Linked DNA regions of Mus musculus: region 1 is linked to region 2. A link is a contact called in public Hi-C data. All regions are on one chromosome and are shown on one strand. Each heading gives the region's core, a stretch centred on a gene start, on an enhancer-like site or on the middle of the called end of the contact. The rest is flanking DNA. Distances are from core to core; before and after follow the strand shown. Region 1 has its middle 9.3 kb from the start of Gm52535. Region 2 has its middle 19 kb from the start of Gm33413.

What was found. A called contact is a pair of places that touch in the nucleus more often than the background predicts.
Region 1: a contact with region 2 is called in a Hi-C map of muscle stem cells, with 1.8 times the contacts expected there. The contact joins two enhancer-like sites. A contact is called at or near these places in 4 of 39 promoter capture datasets (hippocampal neurons, liver and stem cell-derived epiblast-like cells), 3 of 15 datasets of contacts at CTCF or cohesin (embryonic stem cells, hippocampal excitatory neurons and large pre-B cells), 108 of 484 Hi-C or Micro-C datasets (the 63-12 cell line, the AML12 cell line, B cells and 69 more), 24 of 115 datasets of contacts at active chromatin or transcription factors (the NIH/3T3 cell line, Th17 cells, astrocytes and 18 more) and 3 of 9 other capture datasets (adipose tissue, liver and pancreatic islet).

Annotation. Positions count from the first base shown.
Region 1 is chr2:168,611,093-168,616,912 of GRCm38.p6, reverse strand. No RefSeq gene overlaps it. Among named protein-coding and RNA genes, the nearest start is that of Gm52535, 9.3 kb to the right of the region's middle. Within about 2 kb of position 2,187, at least 24 of the 459 cell types and tissues checked have an H3K27ac peak or open chromatin away from gene starts, as enhancers often do. A contact at or near this core is called in muscle stem cells and myocytes, where this site is marked.
Region 2 is chr2:168,455,375-168,461,489 of GRCm38.p6, reverse strand. No RefSeq gene overlaps it. Among named protein-coding and RNA genes, the nearest start is that of Gm33413, 19 kb to the right of the region's middle. Within about 2 kb of position 2,704, at least 32 of the 459 cell types and tissues checked have an H3K27ac peak or open chromatin away from gene starts, as enhancers often do. A contact at or near this core is called in muscle stem cells and myocytes, where this site is marked.

The DNA of each region.
Region 1 (5,820 bases), core at 938-3,437, 160 kb before region 2:
TGGGTTGATGGTGCGGGCCTGTGCTCTTAGCACTCAGAAAGTGGAAATAAGAGCATCAAAAGTCCAGGTTGGGCTGTGTGAGACCCTGTCTATAACTAGATAGTCAATGGGTGAGATTGTGTAGTATCTGTCATATGAAAAGATCACTATGGGCCCCGGCCCAGCTTCATGAAAGACACAGGGGTCAGAACACAGGGCAGCTTCTACTAACTGGTCAAGAAGCCATGTTCTCAGAGGTGTGAGAAAATGCCAGAACAGAAATCCTCTGGCTATCAGGTGAGGCTGTATCCAGGGACTTGGGAGGAGTTAGAAATGGCATCCCCATCTGGTTCTTCTAAATGGGTTTCCCTAAGTGGCTTCTTCCCATGGGATGACAAGGTGACCCTCTGCTGCTCCTGCCCTGACTCAGTGAAGTCTGCCACTTTTGGACCTGTTTGAGTAGATCTCCAAACCACACAAACCCAGAGTTAAATACCTGAGATTCCCTGTGCCATACCTGTAAGAACCCCACAGAGGGCTGGAGAGATGGCTCAGTGGTTAAAAGCACTGACTGCTCTTCCGAAGGTCTTGAGTTCAAATCCCAGCAACCACATGATGGCTCACAACCATCCGTAATGAGATCTGATGCCCTCTTCTGGTGCATCTGAAGACAGCTACAGTGTACTTAGATATAATAATAAATACATCTTTAAAAAAAAAAAAGAAAAGAACCCTGCAGAAAGTGGTTTACACCCCACCCCTCCAAAGGAAGAAAGGCACGCTGGGAAATATAAATAATAGACACCAGTAGGCTGAAAGTTACCAGCTGCAGGAGAAAATGGGGCGCCGTAGATGGTTGCTGAGCAGTAGGGAGTGGGCTTACGGTCTGAGCTGTAGCAGGAGGGAGGGGCGACCTGGAGTGAAGGAACTGGGGGTAGGACAGGGGTGGAAATGCAATCGAGAACATCGGCTTCCAGGGTAGAAAAGAGAGGGCCAGCCCGACGGGAGATGGACCGACTGCCCCGGTCAGGAGGTGAGGTCCTAGGAATTTACCTGCCTCTTGGTCAGGCTGGTGTGTAAGCAGCCCTGGAGGACGGAGCTCTCCTCACTTCCAGGGGAAGCTGGGCCTTTGTGAGAACAGAGGAACCTCGCATTTGGGGGCCAGTTGGGAACCCCAGGCCGCAGCGCCCTGACCCTGTGGAGGGCGGGGCGGCCCTCAGGGGCTGGTGCTGCTTTCCACAAAGCCTTCCAGATGTGTCTTTGTTCGTTCGCTTTATTTATTTATTTACTTTAAGTGGTAACAACAAAGGAAACTGTTTTAAAAAGCCAGAAAAACAACCAAACAAAACAGAAGCCAGGAAGCTAAGAGCCACTGGGACAAGGGCCTGGGAAAGGTCAGGGAGCTGGGAATGGGAGGCACGCACCTGCCCCAGGTGACCTGAGCTTCCTCCAAGCTATCTGAGGCTGGCGGTGCCCAGCCTGGGGTAGGAGTCCTCTGTTCTGCTGCCTGCAGATTCCTCTCTTCCTCCTGAGGACACATGGCTCAGAGGCCCTGGCCTCCAGCCAGAGGCCCCAGGGGCTGTGTGGGAAGCCTTAGCTTGGGAGAGTCAGGCCCTCTCTTGGCCCTCCTGCCCTGTACATGGCTGCTAGAACTTAGGCTTGCGGGCTGCACCTGTGAGGTCTTCTAAGAGCCAAGCCACAAGGGTGGCCATGTAGACATTTCCTACTGTGAGGCCAGGCCCTGAGTCTTTTTTTTTTTTTTTTTTTTTTTTTTAATGTGTATTGCTGTTTTGCCTGTATCTGAGTGTCAGATCTTGGAGTTGCAGACAGTTGTGAGCTGCCATGTGGGTGCTGGGATTTGAACCCAGATCATTTGGAACAACAGCCAGAGCTCTTACCAGCTGAGCCATCTGTTCAGCCCATGGACCCTAGATCTTTATAGCTGGGACCGAGTCCCTGCCGAGAGCACATTGTGTCCTGAACTAGACACTCTGGACCATGAAGGTAGCATAGCCCTGGAAACTCCAATGCCTTTGCTGAAGGACTGGGCTGGGCTTGAGTTCAAGTTTGAACACATGGTCCATGCTGGTACGGATCCTAGGTAAAACCCGGGGTATCTAGTTAAATGGGCCATTCATGTACATAGTGATGTATAACGAATACATCTCAACACTTGTACGGATGCGCTCGTGCTGAGACTCAGTTACAGATCACCACTGGATTCGCTGCATATTCCTCCCTTCCTCTCCAGGACACATGGCTCAGAGGCCCTGGCCTCCAGCCAGACACTGGAAAGTGTCAAAAGTGGACAAGGGATGTTTTCTGCCTAGCAACAAGGCCCACGTCTGTAATATCGGAACTGGGAAGTTGGAAGCAGAGAAATCAACATTATCCTTGGCTACATAGGAAGACCCTGTCTCAATAAACAAAACTTATAAACCCCTCCATGTGAAATGATCTTGTGCCGAATAAGGCTCGTCCCTAGTCTCAGGGATGATTCCTATTGGCTGTAGCCAGTCACTCTGGATTCTGATTCGCTAAGACCACAGTGGGTGGAGACAGCTACTCTGGATTCTGATTCGCTAAGACCGAAGGATAGGGCCTCGGAAAGGCCTCCTATCCTAGTAAACTTGGAAGCAGGGGTTATAGGAGGGGCGTGGGGTTGAGTTAAAACCAGTGACTGCACAAAGAGGCAAATCCCCTCAGCGGGCATCTGTCAGGAAGATGGCCGGGTCACCTCCTCCAAGCCTGGACTTCCTAAGTCTAGGCAGGCAGCTGTGGACCACGGCTTCCCCAGGACCCTCCCACCTTGCATTTAGTTCATTTTGCTCTTGTGCAAATTTATAGTATCTGCCCCACACCGAATGGGCACTTGACATAAAAACCAGTGTTCGAAAACCGGGTTGGTAGGCTGATCTGAAGTGACGAGGTGGGGAGTGGGGGTAAAGAAAGTGAAGGAGGGAGAAAAGTTTCAAGTAGGTAAACAGAATTTCTGTTAAACAAACTACCGTCTTGTTCCCAGCCAGTCCCTCTCCGCTTCAAGGGTCCGTTTTCTTTATCCCCCAGCGCGGCCCAGTGCTCCTAGACATCAAAGGGCAGGCACATGTAAGATCACATTAAATGGTTCCCAAATGGGGCTGCCGTGGGATCCTGTGGGAGGACTTGGATCTGCCCACATCTGTCCCCTGCCGGGAGAAGTTGCTGTCCACACATGGGCTGGGGCTGGGCTGGTTTAGGAGGAGATTAAGAAGTTGGCATGGATCGGCCCTCAAAACAGATGCATCTAAATGGGCTTTAAGCTCTCCGGAGCCAGGGGTCAGTGAGCACTCTGGGAAGGGCCAGCTGGTAAGTGCTTGTTTCTGACCACATGGGCCCCATTGCGACCTGTTTATTTTCCCACTTTGTTACTGCCGCACAAAAACAGCAACGGGCAGCCTGTACACAAACACATACCTGTGTTCCAACAAGCGATTGATAAAAGCAGTCAGTGGGCTAGAATTTGTAGGTGTTTGTCAATCACTGGACTAGGCTGAAGAAATAGTAAAAAAGGGTGAGGGGGGTGCAGCTCAGCTTAGAATCTTCCAGTGAGAGCCTTGGGGTGTGGCTCGGTGCTAGCGCTTGTCTACAATTTCCCAGTGAGGAACTGGGGGCGTGGCTCAGTGGCAGAACAGCTGCCTAGGGTCCTTGGTAACTGGCTTGGGGTGTGGCTCAGTGGTAGAACATTAGCCTAGCATGTTGAACCTTATGAATTCCATCTTCAGCACAGCTAAACAAGAAAGAAATAAGAGGCAATATTTAATACACCCCCCCCCCCAGCCAGGATGCTGGTATTCTAAAAGACCAACTCTCCTAAATTCTAGTTCCCAGACAAGATAACTGGCATCGAAAGGGCCTGTGCCCGCCAACCTTGCAGACATCTCAGATGCAATAGGGCACATCTGCCCCCAGTCACCCTCACTACCGTCCCTATCAGCGCAGGTCTGATTGTTCAGTCTGGACGGTTCCAGGTTTGCACTTAACAGGCATGCTCAGTGTATACTCTGGGTCAGGGGTGTTTTTTCAGGTCTGTCTAGGGGCTGCTGTTGAGAAATGGCACTGATAAGTAAGTCCCTGGTCATTTTTCCGTTCCAAAGGCAATGGAGGAGCTTGGTTAAGTGACTCATCCCTAAGAAGTAGGATATGCTAGGAGGGACCGCTAAGTCTCAGCCTACTTGGCTGTTCTTTCTCTTCATTGAGAAGCAGTTGCCGTGCTGTGAATGCACATAAGCAGCGTGGAGGACAGGTGGGTTGTGAGGGTGAGAGGCACCTTGAAGAGGACCCTCTGGCCACTGGCAAGCTTCAGGGGCCCATTGCCTGGCTGCCATCTTGACTCCAGTATATCAGAGGACCCTCAGTTCAAGCAAGCAATGCTGGGGCTGACTCACAGAGAGAATGTGTATTAACTGTTCTCCTAAGAGTTCAAACTGAGAGGTTTACTGTGTGAGATTGCTAATACGGTCATCAACAACACACAGGTTCAATTGTTCCATCCGTTCACCATCCACCCATCCATCTACATATGCACCTACCTTTCAACCCATCCATCACCTACCCACCCGTCCCCTCATGGACCCACCTATCACCTACCTACCTGTCCCCTCATGGACACTTCCATCACCTACCCACCTGTCCCCTCATGAACACTCCCATCACCTACCCACCTGTCCCTTCATAGACCCACCTATCACCTACCTACCTGTCCCCTCATGGGCACACCCACTCACCCACTCACCTGTCCCCTCATGGACACTCCCATCACCTACCTACCTGTCCCCTCATGGACACACCCATCACCTACCTATCTGTCCCCTCATGGACACACCCATCACCTACCCACCTGTCCCTTCATAGACTCACCTACCTACCTATCTACCCATCCATTCTTCCATCTATCCATTACCTGTTCATTGGCATTTCCTCTCATCCTTACCACCCATCCATTGATCAATCCATCCACCAACCCATTAACTTTCATTTTATCCATTACCCACATATTCATCCATCCATCCATCCATCTACCCATCCATCTATCTATCCACTCACCCATCTATCCATTTATATACCCATTGACTCTTCCTTTTATCCACTATCCATCTACCCACCTATTCATTTACCCACTAATCCATCCACCTATTCACCCATCTATACACTTTTCCATCCATCCATCCATCCATCCATCCATCCATCCATCCATCCATCCACCCACCCATCCACCCATCCATCCATCCATCCATCCATCCATCCATCCATCCATCCATCCACCCACCCATCCACCCACCCATCCACCCATCCATCCATCCATCCATCCATCCATCCACCCACCCACCCACCCACCCACCCACCCACCTATCCATCCATCCATCCATCCATCCATCCATCCATCCATCCACTCATCAGAAGGGAGAGGAAGGAAGTTTCTTCCATGTCTGTTGCTTTGTGGGTCTGTGCTACCACAGGATAAAAACTTGTCTTTTTCTGTCAGGGAGTGCTGGGATCAGAGCAAGACCTCAGCTCACATGTGTATGAATTAACCAGTCAACTAGAGGCACAGGCCAGGGTAGAGTGTTGCTCCTCACCATCCCAGGGTACCCTGAATAGTAAGTATGTCCTGACTTTAGGTCCCTATCAGGCCGGGAGGCCCCGGGCTGGCCCTTGCAGACCCCAGTAGGGCTCAGAGCCCAGAACAGCTGCAACCAGCTCAGTGGCTGAGCAGCCAGCCTGGGTTGGGGAAGGCTCTGTTTACCTTGGAAGGGTCTACGGCTTTTGTAACAGTCACTCATTGTTGCTGGGAGCCCAAAAATA
Region 2 (6,115 bases), core at 1,455-3,954:
TCCACACTCACCTTGAACTTGTCCGGATGCCGGACTCACTCAGGATTCTGAAGTCCACACTCCCAAGCATGGGGTGGTGAGGGACCGTGGAGCCAAGTGCGGAAACCCCTTTTCTCCCACCCATGAGCACGCCCCCTTGTCCTAGCAGGACCTCGTTTATAGAATCCAAGTTCAAAGAAAAGAGATGATTGAGACTCTCTCAACAGTGGAGGCAGTGGGTGGGGGTGGTGTTGGGGTGGGGGCGGGAGGGGCTACCAGGGTTAGCTTACCCCCCCCCCCGCCCCCCAGCACAGGAAGCACGCCTGTGAGGAGGATTCTGGAAGCCTGGTCACTCTTCATATTGAAATCTCACGTGAACATGTAACACGGCCAGTTTGGAAGCCGTGAAGGCTGGAATCTGAAAGTGACAGTTACGCTGGGATGATGGCTGCTTTTAGATCAGCTCCAAACTTCTGAATAAGTGTCCTGGTCCATGTCATGGCACCCATTAACACCCTGTCCTGACTTCCGTGGTGACTCCTGTCCTACTTAGATCACAGCACACACTCCTCACAGGGACCAGAGGCCCTGAATGAGCCACGCCCCTTCCTGCTGCCCCTTTGAAACCTGCTTGCTCTCTCTCTCTCTCTCTCCCTCTCCCTCTCCCTCCCTCCCTCCCTCAACCCCATCTCCATCAGCAAATCCCCTGGAACCAGTTTCTCAACACCTCAGATCTGAACTCTGCTCCCCTCTCATTTGCCATCAGCACTCCCCCACACTGATTGCTGGCCCCATCGGGCCCTCATGGTGCCAGTGGCTCTCACACAACAGCAGAGAGACTCTGTTCAAGTCACTCAGGGCATGAGCCTCTTCCATCCGAGCCTCAAGGAGCTTCCTATGCTAACAGAAGCAGAGGTCTAAGGCTGTCCAAAACCCAGGCTAGCCCTCCAAGCCATCGGCCCCTTCCCTCCCCCTCCATTTGCTTCCCCTCCTCCCACCGAGCTGTTTCCTTTGAACCTCCATCTGCCTTCCTCAATGCCACTGACATCCTGGGCAGGATGGAGGGCCCCACAGTATCTCAGCTCACCCTGGCTCTTGTCAGGAACACGCTCACCCATACAGCATAGCAACCAAAAGTGTCCTGAGGGGCTGGAGAGATGGCTCAGGGGTTAAGAACACTGGCTGCTCTTCTAGTGGACATGGGGTTCAATTCCCAGCACTGGCATGGCAGCTCACAGCCATCTATAACTACGGTCTTAAGGGACCCCACTCCCCAACTCTAACAATTACTCTGTATCTCTTTAACTCCACCATTTTAAGACCACTTCTTAAAATCTGTAGTCTCTGGTTGTGGGAGTTGTGAATGAGCTGGGCCCCCGGGGGTGTGAGTGTGGGAGGATGGCCCTGTCGCTTGTCTGCCCTGTGGCAGTGTGGGCAATGGGGAGATGTCCACCGTCCTGCTACCTGCAACAGGTGGGAGATCTGGCCCTGGGGTCATGAGAGCAGGAGAGCGGGCCCTGCCCCTCACCTGCTGCAGGCCCTGCACCTTGCCTGGGCAGCACAGCAAAGCTGGCCCTGTTACAGTGAGCAAGCCCCAAGGGTAGAAGAGTGATAGAGCTGTTTCTGTCCCTTGCCAGCTAGGGCACCGGGTGGATGAGTTAGCTGGGACAGTGCAGGAGAGCTCACCCTGGTGGTATGGATGTGGGAGAGCGGGCTGGCTGACCAGCTCAGATACTTCTCAGGCCCCAAATCCAGGGCTGTGAGTTAGCCACACCAACTTCTAGCCCATGAATGACCTGCTGGGGCTCGTGAACGGGCTGATCCTACAGATGCAAAGCTGCAGGATCTCCATGGCACAGGGTAACAACAGGATAACTGGGAGGAGTCCCTGTGAGGATCTGGTGTTGATGGTGTAGCAGAAGCCAGAGGCCTTGAACCAGACCAAAGACTCATTGCGATGAACGTTTGCAAGCAAAGAAGTGTGGACACAAGGGTACACTGTGGGACGCACTGTGGCACACTAGAGGTCCCAGGATAAGATTTTCTTTCTTTTTTTGGGGGGGGGGATGCAAGGGAGTAGGGTGGTAGGAAGGGATGGGGGGATGGGTGGGATTGGGGTGCATGATGTGAAATTCACAAAGAATAATAATAAAAAAAAGGTTTTAAAAAGCTGTAGCCTCCATTAGAATGTGAGTCTGCAAGGGACCTCGGCATCTTCCAGGGCACCTCAAGAGGACCTCAAGGGGACTTTAGCATCTCATCCCATCCTCCTCTTCCTGGCGCAATAGGACCATCATGCAACAAATCATGAGCAAGGGGATCCCCCATGCACACAGTACTTGGGGTGACCCTTCTCTCGGACACATAAGCTGCTGGTCAAGTCCTTGGCCTTTACCTAGCAGGGGAGAATAATAGGACTCACACATCCCACCTCACACTGTATCCAACTGACCAGTTGCCCCCAGCTGCTCTGGACACTTGGAATGGCACTAAAAATTCACATCAGCACTGGCCAATCAGAAAAGAGCATGAGTCCCAGTGACTGGCCTAGGACACCGGACATATGAGACAGGTTAGAATCTACGTCAGGACCCTGAATACCAGTGGCATGAGTTGACTAAGCCTGATTGCAGCGTGATGACTCCAGCCCACAGGCATGCTACCAGCCCCTGCCCGCTTCCAAAACCAGGACCCATCCTCCTGCAGCGGCGAGACGGACACCTAAACCCCAAGTGATGTCATGATGCTCTGGCCACAGCTTAATCAGTTCAAGAGGTGTCTTGTTTCAGGACTGTGTGGGAATGGGTAGAGGCTGTCCCTGAGGCCGTCTCTGACAGGAGCACCCTGTCATCTGGCAGCCACAGCCTACTTGAGAAGGCCATCCAGCTGGGGCTCGCTTTCTTTGAGTGGTTTCTTCTTTTCCATGACACAGCCAGAGAGAAACGGTCGGCAGAGCAGACACCTCCCCTGTGCCCTGGGGGTACCCAGGACTGCCTCCAGGATCTCACAGAAATACAGGTATCATAGAGATCACACAGAAGTCACTTGTGGCACACCAGTCATAGGTGTCAGTGATGGTGGGCATGCGTCCTGCTTCGTCTTGTTGGTGGTGTGATCAAGCAGTGTCTCTCATTTAAAGGTCACAGCTACCTCCACGCTGCTTTCCAGATGAGAAGGGTTACCCAGGTGTCCCCAATATGTATTTCTCATCAGGAAAAAAAGGCACTATCATTCATCCATCCATGCGTCCCCTGACCACCGAGGCTGATGTCCCCGCGTGCTGCCTTTCTCCTCCCACTCACACCCTGCCCCTGGGCTGGCCCCATGGCTCCCCTTCTAGGAGACCCCCCAGGCCTGCCCACATGCTCCCTGTCCCCAGGGCCTCCTCCGGTTCCGTAGCCTATCCCTGGAGCCATGGGCAGGCTATCCCCCCCCCCCAAACCACCCCCCCCCACCATCGTCTACCCCTGAAATGCCAGCTGAGGCTTCTAGAGTTCTGAGGACAAAGCCATGAGAAGCCCCCCCTGCCCTAAGTGCCCACAATTCACCTCTTGACTGTACTCTGGGGGAGTACATGCCTACTGTGTGCATTTCTTGAGCACCTACTGTGTGCCTGCTCTTTACATTCTAAACATTCCCCAGTCGGCATTCTGTGTGTGAGGTCATCATGGGATGGAGGCCCAGAACCACGTTCCCTCCTGACATGCGCTGACACGCGCCAGCCCTGTCTTTCTGTACTGGCTGGCCAACCTTGAGTAACAAATCCCCTAGCAAGCACAGTAGCGGTAAGCCATTCATTTTGTTTCTCTTTGTATCCATAAAAGGAAGGTCCAAGTGTGGCCCAGCCATGTCTTCAGTCCTGGGGTTCCCAGGGCAGTGTCTCCTCCTGGAGTGACAGAGGGGGACCTAGCTCCTTCCTGTGGCCTCCGGTAGGGTTCAGTTCCTCAGGAGTGGGCCCAACATCTTCAAGGATCTTCCTTACGTCCTCACCACATGGACCTCTGCACAGTGGAGTTGATTTTAACAGACTACCTCAAAGAGCTCATTTCCTCTCCTTAGAAGGCACTTTAGTTCTGACACAGCAGGACTATGATGTCTTTAATGTCCCAGTGTGATGTCATTAATGTCCTGATGTTATGTCATTAATGTCCCAATGTGATATCATTAATCTCCCAATGTGATGTCATTCATGTCCCAATGTGATGTCACTCATCTCCCAATGTGATGTCATTAATGCCCCATGTGATGTCATTCATGTCCCAATGTGATGTCATTCATCTCCCAATGTGATGTCATTCATGTCACAATGTGATGTCATCACCCCACACACAGAGCCTCCATGCTCAGTGACATCACTGTCCAAGATGAATGCTATAGCTCCAGCCATCATCTTGGCATTTCAGGCAGGACAAAGGGACACCAGGGCTGAGCTTCCAGTGACAGGGACACTCTATAGAAGTCTTTACCAAGGCCCCCTCTGGTGACTTCCACTTACCTCACTGCCCCCCAGCTGCAAAAAAGGTGGGTGCTCCATATTTTTAGCAATATACAACACAGAGTGAATAAATTAGAGGTTCTGTTCTCAGAGAGAGACCTGACAATCAGCCCTCATGTGTGCGTTCAGATAGGAAGTTGTGGGCAGCTGATTCTGAGCATGACAGCCACCACCATTTTCATCACAGTGGCGTGGACTTCCCAGAAGAGACCCTCACAGCCTGCCTGGCTGACTGTCCCTCACGGGAGAGGGCCATTAGACCCCCACCTGAGATTCCAGCTGCACCTTCACCCTCCTCCCCTCCAGCTGTGCATGTTTCTGAAGAAGCTAGCTGCATGTGACCCCGTGTTCCCGCTGTCCAAGCTGCACGTGACCTCGTGTTCTCACAGCTTTGGGAGGTGTAGCTAACACAGAGCATGGATGGTTAACTGAGTGCACGTGCTGGGGGCGTGGGGTTCCCTCTATGCAGCTGTGAGAAAGTCGACATCAATGTTGGGGTAAGGCTTCCCAGTAGTGCAGCTGTCTGGGGTTCACTCATCCTCCTACAGGCGACCCCCCACCATGCCCAATAAGGAAACCCAGAGAAGCCATTGTTTTCTGAGCTGATGGTTAGACTTGTGCCCCAGGGCCCCTCAGAGCCATGTCACTCCTTATGAAAGCCAATGGTGGGCCTGGAGTCCCAGCTATTTGGGAAGCTAGGGCAGAAGGCTCATAAGTTCAAGGCCAGCCTGGGCTACAGGGCTATAGAGACTCATGTAGGATCTGCTTCCTAAAGGTGCTCATGTTATTTAACCCATGATACCTCAGTTTCCCCAGCTAGGAGAGTGGACTGACACAGCAATGACATGGTTCAGACCAGATGTGACAGCTGGAGCATCATGTCTGGCACCTTCCAGACCACATTCAACAATGTCACCCAATACTCTGGTTTTGTAACCTGAAGACAGACTATGGAACTCTCCTGGCCAGGGCCTCGGGTTGCCCCAGAATGCTTTGCTGGCTTTTAAAAACCCACCGTCTCAGATCCCATGAGGTTGGCGGGAGGCTCGGAGTGAATATGGGCAGAATGCAGTTGTGCCAGGAGGACCTCCCTCAGCCCACTGCATTTTTCCACTCGCTGGGTCTGGATGGCCACAGTCATGATGGGGCTATAGACTGTGGTCCCCAAGGAACAACATGTCCCAGGCAGAACATACCAGGCTGCCTGCGGTGACTCATGGGTAACTGTGGGCAGCTAAGACCAAGGCTGATACGCTTGGCTGCCAAGTGGGTCCCGGCGGCTATCTCTATGCTGCTGGAGGTCCAGACATCGCTGGTTGACCTTTGCCCTCAGATTCCTGAGCCTATTCTGCATAGCAGCCAGGGATATTAGCCATGCTTAGTGCTCCATCTAAGTCCCAAACCTTCCTCAGGTCGTTGTCCAGACCCAGGGCCTCTTGGGGTTTCTGATTCCCCAGAGGAAATAATCCCATGCCACCAAACTCCAGCCGGAAGATGACAGGTCCTGTTGCATACTGGTCTCATGTCCCTAAGCAACTCATGGTACCTCTGTGGGCCTCAGTTTGTCTCCCAAAGACGGATGGGTACAATGTCTACCCTACTTTGTGAGGTCTGTGGCCATCACTGAATGAGCTAGACCAT